Linked DNA regions of Hordeum vulgare: region 2 is linked to region 1. The links are chromatin contacts, called in public Hi-C maps. All regions are on one chromosome and are shown on one strand. The core of a region is the stretch at or near the end of the contact, and the rest is flanking DNA. Distances in the headings are between cores, read along the strand shown. Region 1 holds the start of LOC123397630. Region 2 has its middle 5.7 kb from the start of LOC123397612.

Region 1 (6,017 bases), core at 1,559-4,058:
ATTAAAGTGTGGGTGCAAATATAACAAGCTTTGTAAAAAAAAAATTGGTGAGGGCCATTTATACAAAGGCTGTTGGAGAATATTTTTTGATCAAAATTTGTAAAATAGAAATTGAGTGCAAATATACAAAGCGTGTTGAAGATGCTCTTAAATCCGTCCCTCATATTTGTGTGAGGTTGTTAACAACTATAACTGACTGTTTCCAAAATAGTGTCCTTGTAATTTATAGAAGGAAATTGCATGAAATTGGAGAGGGGTGGGGGAGTGAGATGTTCAAGGGATTGCAAGCTTAAGGATGTAATTCCCCAAATTTGATGATTATTGCACTGTATCGTGTTATAAAACCACTCAGGTTTTGGCCACAAAGGCCCACTTATAACTTCTTGAGCCCTGAAATATGACTTTTGGACAAAAAGATACATGCACGTCGTTATGCTAACTTGTTATTTAGATATCGTCACTTAAAATAATATTCAAATTACCCTTGAATCAATACATAAGTTGGCTTAGCATTGGATGTTAGCTTAACCGTTCCACTAATGATTCTTACTATTCTTACCAAATATCCCCGCGTACGCCACCACTCGTACTAGCCAGCTTCTCCCACTCTCAATATCCCCTTAGCTGGTAGGTATCCGTAGTAGTATTTTGGGGGAAATGGATGTGTCTTTTGTTTCATCCAACCCATAGAGGTGTCGATAGACTTATAACATCCTACCATGTAAATCCTCCAACCCAGATAATGTATCACTACAATTACTAAACTCCCTACAACTACAACTGCAACTACTAAACTCCCTTGAAAGAGAGCCTTTTGGTGTATTCGGACTAGGGCACTGCTTGACCATAAGTGGGTGGTATGGTTGTGTAGCGCGGATGGCCCTATTTACGGATATGTGTGGCATGTGTAAGGCTTTTTGTGTCTCATGTGTCACTTATGAGACATGATGATTTGTCTTTGTGCTCGACACGTGTGTGAAAGGTGGCGTCGCTGGTACAATTATGTGTTACTGGGACGTGGCTAGTTGCCTCTGTGCATGATGGACACGTCTGTCAAAGCTCGTGACACTGGCCTATGTTGCTTTTTGTTGCCGCTTTGGGCGGGTAGGTGAGGATGGGGGGTGTCATGGGTTGTTGCCTTATGCCACCAGACATTATGCTCGTCTGCATATGCCATCAACACCATTCGTACAAAAAGAAAGAAAACATATGCCAACATGGAAAGGGCCCCACGAACAAAGAGCGACGTGGCAAAGCACACAACACCTTCTCTTATATGAATTATACTTTAACTTTGGAGGAAACGCGGTTAATTTCTAGAGCAACAAAGAGTATCATTTACAGTGAAAGAGGAAGCCATTCAATTACGGAAATGTTTATTATCATATTGGTTATACTACAACCAACCCACACACAAGGGCGGCAAAGCACACAACACCTTGTTGTCATATCGATTATACTACAATTTTAGATATGTTTTTTTCAAATTTCAACACAATGAACACACTTTGAGCAGACAATGAACAACGATGTTGAACTTAAGAAATCGTGAACATGGATGGATGATTCAATATCATATCACAAGGAGCACACTTAAAGCAAACGATGAACTATGATGTTAAGCTTAGGAAATCGTCAACATGGATGGATGATTTGGTATCATACCGAAGAAACTAGAGCAGCAAGAAGAAGATCATTCACATTGAAGCTAGAAAGCTAGCCAGTACGTTGCGAAGTAATTTTAATTTATAATTTTATTAAAATACATGTAGATGTGAGATAAGTATTAAACATTTAAGTCTTATATCACTTTTATTTATTTACACCATGGCTCACTTCCGTATTACAAACATGCCGGCAGATTCAAAGAATCTGGACACCATGCATGACCATGGCCACCTAGCTAATTCCCTTGGACGGTACGGTATTAGTACAAGTCTACAAGACTAGAACCGGTTGATGTACATGAAAGCTAGCGGTTGAATTTATGGCCGGCGGAAGAGGTGCTCCTCGCCGGTTTTGTGGTCGACGTGCCGGATCCAACGGCTCGACGCGCTCCGGTGGCGCCGGAACTGTAGGCTCGGCCCCTTGCCCACGCCAACGTGGAGGACCTCGACGCCCTTGTCGACCGGCAGGTACACGGACCGCACTACCCTCGTCCCTGCCGCCATGGACGCTTCGAGCGCCTTCGTGCCAGGCCGCCTCCCGTCGCCGTGGCGCACCACCACCATCCCTCTCGGCCCAGGCCTGGCCGCCGCCAGCACGGCCGCCGCGTCCCGCCTCCGCGCGTCGACCACCAAGAAGTCCACGCCCTCCAGCTCCGCCATGGCCCCGTCCGCGTCCTTGTCCGGTAGCACGTGGGCGTAGCGGCCTCCCGTTCGCCCGGCGGCGGCGGCGAGGGCGAGGCTCATGGTGGCCGAGTCGGGAGCCGAGACCTCCGGCGCCTCGACGACGAGCTGCGCGTTCCATCCCCCGACCATTGCGGAGACGAGCTCGGCGACGCCCGCCGACCCCGCGGGGCCGTGCTCGGAGTCTGACAGCGCGCTTACGCCGGCGATGAAGGCCTGCGACGCGGTCTCCGGGCACCACACGAGCTTCATCTCGGCCTCTCTTTCTCTCTGTGCGAAGAAAGGAATACTTTGGGAGAAAGCGAACTAGCTAGCTAGGGAAGAAAGCGGTGGTGCACGGCTGGTGGTGCACTGGAGATATATATGTGCTCCCGATCGATAAGCGTTGACAAGCGCAGATCGATCGGGGGAGCGGGGCTGGGTGCGGTGGATTGGAAAGCACAGAACACGTTTCGGGTTTGCGTCGTCGTCGCGGCAAACATATGGTGCGTGGAAACGTGCAGAGACCGACTATTTCCGCCGCTTTGTTTCGATCGCATCCTACCCGGATTCGGGTCACATCCTACCCGGATTCGGGTCACCATATACTAGGTTAAAAAATACAGTAAGGCCGCGATCGATAACCCTCCAACTCCATTAAATTAGGGAGCGGACGGAGCGGCATTTTTACAACTCCAAGAAAATACGTTGTGGGTCGCCTGCTCCGCTCCCGTCGTTCTAGGAGCGGAGAGCTGTCGAACAGGGCCTAAATATCCATTGTAAATGTTTATTAGTGGAGCTGCACTATTCAGCCTTCCCAAACGCACGAGTTGAAGCCGTCCGATCACGCGGATCACCCCGCACCACCCCTCACCCCTTGTTCCAAGATAATCACAAAAGTACTCATGAAGGGGTTTAACAAATGTGGGTCTCTTGTTATATCTTAAAATCAAATTGCTTTCATTAAAGGAAGGTATATTATGAAAGGGGTGGTTATATTTCATGAAACCCTTAATTTTATCCACAATCGGAAACAAAGTGCCTTGATTTTTATGATTAAGTTTAAGAACGCATGTGATAAAATTAAGTGGCCTTTTGTAATTCGGGTGCTTAAACTTACAGGGTCCCTTGATAAATGGTGTGATTGGGTCATGGAAACCATGAGGGGGTGGGGCATGTACGTGTTAGGGTTAATGATAAGATTGGACCCTACTTCGGGACCTTTAAGGGATTGAAATAGGGGAATTGATGCGGCGCATCCCATGATCATCACCATGGATACTACATCAACCCATCAACCTACAAGTGGACCTATGACAAGATCATGCACGCGCCATCGAAACTAAGGTGAACTCACTCTTCTTTGAGCTAGGCATGAATATCAATGGAAGTTGGATGCTACCTCACAATGAAACCCTATACATCGTTACATATGAGGAAGACATCCACCGAGGGTCTAGGAAGCCTCCCCAAGGCCAATAGGAAGAGCGAGAAGGAAGCACGGAAGAAGGAATCCAAGTTGAAGACCAAACAGCCAAGTCTCAGGCGACCCCAGGCGCACGGCCTTCAAGGACCCCATGTGCATGAGGATACCCAAAACTCCCTAAGTACCCCATGCGCACAGACCCAGAAGACCCCGTGCACACGGGCCCTCTACTGAAGCTGCTGGGTACCCCGTGCGCACAGACGTGTACCATGCCCACGGGTGACTTAGCCGTGAGCATGGGCCTCACACGAGGCTACGACGGGAATTGCCCATTTGGCCCTCACTTCGCCTCCCACCTCCAACTACCTATATATTTCGTCCATAGGTCATTTGTTAGGGTTAACTTATGTTTAGCACTTGAGATTGTTGAGCATAGCTGCTTCTACTATCCTTCTTCCATGGAGATGAACACCTCTATGTGAGAAGATCCTAGTGGATGCCAAGGCCCCCCTTTAGGGAAGATCCCACGTGATATCAAGGCGCATCCTCCGGAGTGGAAAACTGTTCGTTACTTGTATCCTTATGTTGACTTTGGATCTATGTATCTCGTGTGTTTATGTGGATCTAGTGGATGTGTGATTGGAGATCGTTCTTGAGTTCGTATTTTCTATTTGATTTTTTCTTTTTTTTCCTCGAAGTGTGAAAAGATCGACACCCACGGGTTTGCCCCGTATTAGGGATGTGGTCTCTCCTCTGTTTTTGACATTATTGTTGATGCACTGAACGTGATCATTAATAAAGCTAAGGAACGCGGTCTAGTTAGATTAGTGTTACATGATAATTTGAACAAGGGGGTTAATATGCTGATGACACTATCTTTCTATTAGAAGATGATGTGGACAATGCAGAAAATCTATAAATGATCTTGTGTGGTTTTGAGCAGATGTTCGGGCATAAGATCAATTTTCATAAAAGTGAGCATATGATGTTTGGGGATGCTATTAACAAACAATCCATATACCCAAAAATATTCACTTGTTAAATGGGAGATATACCTACTAAATATCTGGTGATGCCTGTTTCCAATGACAGGATCAGAAACAAGCACTGGACTTGTGTGACTGATAAAATTGAAAAAAGATCCAGTTGCTCACACTATTGTGGTCTATTGCAGGGAGGATTACCTTAGTTCAGTCTTGTTTGACAAACATACCCATGCTTATGTGTCATTTTATCCTGTGTCTGCTGGTGTGGTTAAATTTTTTGACTTGTATAGAGCCAAATTAGTACGGCAAAAGGATGAGAATCGAAAAAAGTACCACTTGGTTAATTGGAAAAGGTGTTTTAGACCAAAAGAATTTGGGGTGCTCGGGATTCTAAATTCAGAAATTATGAATAAAACATTGTCAACTAAATGGTTCTCAAAGCTAGAAACTGGGGAGGGATTATGGCAATCTGTGCTTATGGGGAAGTATGTGACTTAATGGCTACATCTTGAAAACTAAAAAACAAATTGGATATGGTGTGGATTGTTAAAGGTCAAATACATGTTCTGTAAATATGCTAAGAAAAAATTAGGGGACGGGAAAATACCAGTATCTGGGAAGATATTTGGGTAGACAAAAAGCCTTGAAGGATGATTATCCTAGATTATACAGTTTATGATTTGATCATAATATTATAGTGGCTCAACAATTCAAATAGAATGGAGTGATACATCCATTTTGCATCATGTTTTTATATCAATATTTATTGCATTATGGGATGTTAATACACATTATGGTAAAATACTTGTGCCTTTTCTCTCTTATTTTACAAGGTTTACATGAAGAGGGAGAATGCCGGCAGTTGGAATTCTAGACTAGAAAATGAGAAAATCTGAGAGACCTATTCTGCACAGCTCCAAAAGTCCTGAAAAGTTACAGAGAATTGTTTTGGGATATATAAAAAATAATGGGAGAAAGAAATACCAGAGAGGACCCATCGGGAGGTCACAAGCCAGGGGGTGCGGCCTACCCCCTAGGCGCGCCCTCCACGCTTGTGGGCCCCCTGGCAGGCCTCCGGTGCCCATCTTCTACTATATGAAGGGTTTTGACCTCGAAAAAATCAAGAGAGAGCTTTCGGGACGCAACGCCGCCGTCTCGAGGCGGAACTTCGACAGAACCAATCTAGAGCTCCGACGAAGCTATTCCGCCGGGGAAACTTCCCTCCCGGAGGGGAAATCAAAGTCATCGTCATCACCAGCAATCCTCTCATTGAGAGGG
Region 2 (6,017 bases), core at 2,443-4,942, 150 kb before region 1:
GCTTTTATTGAAAAGAAGAAGATGCACCCTATTGAATAGGGGTTTAAACGAAGACTTTGGCAAAACCACAAAAACAAATGAGAGAGGAGAGAAAGGGAGACGGTTTAGGTCGGCGGGGCAACAGGGTTTAGCGGTGACTCTCACGCACGCACTCTCAACACGCCAACAAACGACGCCACTCTCACAAGCAACACCGACAAATACACAGTTGACATGATGCCATGCATGATGCGATGATGCAACTACATGACGATGGAACGAATAAAACTAAACACACGATGGAAACGGAATAAAGGGGGAATCTTCTGGGACGTTGGCATCGGGCTGTCACATGTACGACTGCCACAACAGTTGGAACTGGGTCATCAACGATTGTCTTCACTGAGAAACGGGTTCTAATTCCTCAACTCCTTACTTTCCTCGTATTATGTGTTGATGACTTTCACTGCAACTGTTTGAAGAATTTGCTGAAGACTTTCTCTGAATTTCCTCAACCCCAAATTCTTCACGTCAGTTAATCCACATCTGTATCCTGCGTGCTTTCTCACTGTGCAATCTGTTTTCACATTCTTCAATCTGCTGTTGTGAAACTTTGCACTTCTGATCCTTTACTGTTTCCGCTGTAAGTTAGTCATCAGTGAGGAATTTCCTCAGTGATGAAATTTTAAAAATCTCCTATTCACCCCCCTCTAGTCGATATAACGCACTTTCAATTGGTATCAGAGCGAGGTACTCCCTTGTTCTGTGTGATTTTGGTTTAACCACCTGAAGTTTTAGTTATGTCGACTGCAGGCATGTTTAAGGTGACTGCAGCATGTCCTACCTACGAAGGAAAGAACTTTCCCTTCTGGAAGAACAAAATGCAAATGCATCTACAAGCTATTGATAATGATCTCTGGTATATTGTGGAACATGGCGTCCCCATCATCTCTGCCAGTGTCACTGCGGCTGATGTGAAAAATTCAAGCAACTCGATTCTCAAGCGAAGAACATCATCTGTGGCCATCTGAGCCCAGGCCAGCTTGGAAGAGTAAGTGCTTTGGACTCAGCAACACTGATCTGGGAGAGACTGTGCAAGGTAAATGAAGGAGTATCAACCCAGCGTGACTCTCGTGTTGATATTCTTCGCAATCTCTTCAATCGCTTCAAGAGACATGACAATGAAAGCTGCCAAGACACCTTTGATCGCCTCACTGACATATCAAATGAACTGCAAGCACTGGGAGCTCGAGACATCACTGATCACAAGAATCAACACACGATATTCACCATGGCACATGCACGACATGCACAACACATATGATGCATGATCACTTTCAAATATACAAGGCATCGCACGATAAATCACAACAGTCAAATGCTACACATTAAGTGAAGCTCAATATGCAACGAGTTGACGAAACTTCACATACGAATTATTTAGTTCAGCCCCGTTTAGGTACACGACAATATTAAATGTTGATAAACATGGCAAGGGATGAAGCACAAATTAAACTACCTATCTAGGCATTTTAAATGAGGCCGGAAACGACATATAGCATCTCCGAAATGACCCCACGCACTAACTTTGTAATCTGTCCAGATTTGTCCTAACCACATTTTATATTTGTTAAGAGGCAAAACAAAGTGGTTCACGTGATTCTACTTGTCGTTTTAGTCCATTTACATATATGGCTCATCTCCAACGGAGCTATGGTTAATTAACTACGGACTAAATCATTTCTATCACGTTGACACGCAAATCGATGCAAACAACACGCTAAACAACTTTAAATATGCATGAGAGTTGGAAAATATTAATCTACACAAAATTCTAGCCAAATTACCTATATAACTCGCCGTGATCCGACGCACGGATTGAAACTTACGGCGTTTAAATATTATGCTCTTTTCTGAAAAAGAATTAAATCGCAGGTGCTAAAAAAACCTACACGGGCCGAATTTGTCTAAGGGCCGAATCGGAGCACGGGTGCTGGATAGCTAAAGGTCGCTTTGGGCGCAAAATAGAGGGGGCGGGGGAATCTCACCTTCGTGGGCTTCGGCTCAGGTCGGTGATGGGCCTGCTGCAGCGATTGAGAGCCGAGGCTCGCGTGGATCTGGGCCTTGCGTCCTTGGGCTTGGTTGCCTCGGCTGGGCCTCGTGGCCCACGCACAGGCTGGCGAGCGTCTAGCGCTGGCGTTCCCCTCGTCCTCCACGGCTAGGAGGAGGGAGGTGGCCATGGGAGCTAGAACAGCGGTGGCAACAGCTCGTCCCGGCGAGGGGGAAGCAGGACTGGGGCTCCCAGCGGCGGATCTGGCCTCGAGGCCGCCAGATGTGAAGCGAGGCGGCCGGCAACAGCTCGGGGTTGGGGCGGCGGCTTCGAGCTCGCTCCCATGGCCACGGGGACCTGCAACGGGAGGGGAGAGAGCTGGTTGAGAGAAAGAAAAAGAGAGGGAGAAGAAGGGAGAGGGAGGAGGCGCTCCGGCCTGATCCGGGCCTGGCGGTGGTGGCTCGTCGGAGGGGCGCGGCAGCCCGGCAAAGGAAGGCAGAGCAGGGAGCGCGGTAGGCTCTGGATCGGGAGCTCCTCTCCCGATCTAGAGCGAGGAGGCGGACGAGCTTCGCGGGCCCTGCGCGGTCCTCGGCGGCTCTGGGAGGTGGGAGACAAGGGCTGCGGCTGGGGATTGGAGAGAGTTGGCGGCGGCGCAGATTTCGAGGAGGGATTAGGGGGAGCCATTTTAGGAAGGGCTAGCCTTCCTTTTATAGTCGGGGTAGCTAGGGTTTGGGTTTTCATCCATTTTTGGGGCGTTGGATCTCGATCGGACGGTCCGAAACGAAGGGGTAGGCTTGGCGGATGTTTTGGGGTGTGTAGAATAGGCTAGGTCGGGAAGAGAGGGAGGTTTATGGCCCGACACCGTATTTTTAAACACCGAAAAACCGTTCGTTGATAATCCGAAGACGGTGCCGCTACGGTCAACCGTTCGGGTATCAAATGGACTCCGATTGTGACGAAATTTGGCAGACGGCCTACCTACACTAGAATAAGACTGCACGCCAAGTTTCCACCCAATCCGAGAAAGTTTTTTACGCACTTTTAAAAACAAGATTTTATCGATGACGCGGACGCGTGCGTGTGTGGATGGTCTCGAAACGGTCAACGACGAAAACGAAGAGAACCAGCAACTACTAACGGATGCAAGTTTTGAAAACTGACGGCAACGGAGTGTCGATGCAATGCAGATGATGCGATGATGAATGCGACAAACAAATAATCATAGGATATCAACGAAATAAAAAGGGGAATCTTCTGAAGCGTCGGTCTCGGACTGTCACAACTCTCCTACACTAACAAGAGATCTCACCCCGAGATCTAAGAATGAAAAAAAAAGAAGAGGAAGAGAAGAGCAAGAGGTAAAACTTAATTGCTTCTTTGAAAAACGAGTGAAACCAACGATCCTTAAAGGTTGGAAGAGATGAAGAATGATAAGAGAAACAAATAAGAATTCAAACAAAATTTCGACAGCACTTCGGCAACAAGAATTCAAACTTAAATGCAAGAATGGATGTGATATGCAGCCAACTAATTAAGAATGTGTTTTCCTCATGTCTTTGTCTCTCTTTGTCAACTAAGAGCTCTAGAATAATGCAGTGCACGTATCGTGGTAACGGTGTGCGTACCAATCTAGTACTCCAAAACTAGGACCAAGTAGGCACGTATTGACAAAGTTTTGGCTCCGCTTTTTCTTAAGTAGCCATGCTGTCCGTACAAGCGCTTATCACAAGAACGGATCAAATGACAAAGATCCCAATCAACCAGCTGCCGAAAGGGTTGAAAGACGAAGGGATGGAAATTTAATATTGGTAACACGTCTCTGTATTATAAGCAGGTCAAACTCTTGAGCTGAGAAACAAGTTACCTCTCTGGCTGGTAGTAGTATCATACTAGTATGTTTGTTAAAGATTCCTGCTGACGATGGTAAGCTGCAACTTGGAAGTTATTAAAAGGAGGGAAAATGGAGAATGCAGATCTAAAACAGGGAAGCCTAGCTGCCGGCCGCCAGCCGGTTGTTTACACAAAGAGACAAGCTTACTCCCTGATCTGGTCATCGCTCTGTGTTGTTATTATCAGCTGTATTCATGCCTTCATGGTTATCCTCGTGATCAGGTTATATAAATTCCCTTTTTTATGAGGAACGTTATAAACATTTCAAATATGTTTTCATACTGTACATGTTAACAACCACCAGCTCTCATTTATACCTGAGCCGCCATGAATTTGACTGAGAATTTTCGCCCTGGAAAGGGGTATCCCCGGGTTCTGCATAAAGTACATGTAAGCATCAAACAAATGATTGAGTATTCTATTTAGGTCTATGAGTGAATTTGTGTGTAAAATGTTGTATCTTTGTATATGTCATGCCTAAAATAACCCTTTTAATGCATATAATCATGCCTTTTACTCCTTCCGTTACTAAATATAAGTATTTTTAGTGATTTCACTAAGGGAGTACATACGAGTTAAAATGAGTGAATCTATATTCTAAAATATGTCTATATACATCTATATGTGGTTTTTTAGTGAAACCTCTAAAAAGACTTATATTTAAAAATGAAGGGAGTAGATCTCATCATTGATGCAGGAGCAACCATGTCCGTTAGTATTATCATAATATGTTGAAAAGTGGTACCAAGCCGTATTGATAAATAACTAGGTAAAGCCAATCAAAACTTTATATGATACTCTCTCCGTCCCGAAATTTTTTCTTAGGTTTGTCTAAAAATAGATGTATCTAAATACTAAAACGTGACTAGATATATTGATATCTAGAAAAATTTAAGACAAGAATTTTCGAACGGAGAAAGTATTTGCATAACACTAGTTGAGCTTTACATATCCTAGGTGAAGACGAGACATGCTCATGTCATGTAGCCATGTGCAATGGGATGAAAGAGATGAAGAGTGGTAGAAAAGACCAACATATTGAAGCTTTGTCATGCATGAGAGTAAAGTATATCAATTATTATTTTTGCGAACACCCAAACTTCCATTGATAAGTGGAGAGAACAGAGTAACAAAGAGGAGATGGAGAGGGATACAACACATCACAGACTCGCCTAGCCTAAACCAGCCATGGAAGGCAAGGAAATGAGACCCAGAGCAGGTATGGCGTGCCACGAACAAAGCCAGCCATCACCGCCGCACGTCCACGTCACCGGGACAAAGAAAATCAATGTACCCCCACTTTAAAGTGCCATGAAGAGTCGGCAAGTGGGCTGCATGATCGGATCGGACATGAGGAAGAAGCTATGGAGGAAACACCGATGATGTCGTACATTGCAGCCGGATGCCAATGCCTTGTGAAACAACCCAAAACGAAACATGGCATCCAACGCCGCCAATTTGAACACCAAAGACACCATGAGCAGCCAAGAAGGCACCTTCACGAAGGTGCACAACGTTGGGCTGCCACCGTCTCGTATGGTGAACAGGACCCGGGGTTTCCCCCGGTGAACTAGCTCCATCTATATGAGGTATATCAAGCCTACTCTTAAATGGAAAAAATGGTGCATGATTACAATCAACCTTCTGAAATAATGTTTCTGGAGGTGATGGTTGCATAAGGAGTTTCGAATAACGACTGCAAATTGGTGTACTTGAGGAATTCAGCTCTATACAAAGTATTGGTGGAATCCTACTCCAACACGACCATCTAGGGATTACCAAAGCCTTCCTTGATGGGTTACACTTGGAATTGACATGAAAGAAGAGTTGAAGTCAATGCAGATTGCCAAGAGTCTGAATTTCGAACCAACATATGGTTTTCTCATACCGTGCCAAATAAGAAAAATAAGTACAATTGAAAATATTAATCCACTTATCATCATGATGGATGCTCTTTATTTCTCATATTCGTCTGAGGAAGCGAGCAACTATGAATGCAAGTTTCCAAAATAGTGTCCTTGTATTTTTTGTGAGGGAATGGACATGTCCTTTTCCTTTCATCTAGCACAGTGAGGCGTGGATAAGTTTATTGAATCCT

The links. Hi-C and Micro-C count contacts between places; a contact is called where the count stands out from the background.
Region 2: a contact with region 1 is called in a Hi-C map of leaf, with 8 times the contacts expected there. The contact joins the enhancer-like site here to the promoter of LOC123397630 in region 1. A contact is called at or near these places in 5 of 6 Hi-C or Micro-C datasets (leaf and seedling).

Annotation. Positions count from the first base shown.
Region 1 is chr5H:502,379,814-502,385,830 of MorexV3_pseudomolecules_assembly, reverse strand. It overlaps LOC123397630, which reads right to left and starts at 2,808. Exons shown (of 1, transcript XM_045092165.1): 1 at 1,739-2,808. The coding sequence starts at 2,600. The coding sequence ends at 1,986.
Region 2 is chr5H:502,528,581-502,534,597 of MorexV3_pseudomolecules_assembly, reverse strand. No RefSeq gene overlaps it. Among protein-coding and RNA genes, the nearest start is that of LOC123397612, 5.7 kb to the right of the region's middle. Within about 2 kb of position 3,692, at least 2 of the 3 cell types and tissues checked have open chromatin away from gene starts, as enhancers often do. A contact at or near this core is called in leaf and seedling, where this site is marked.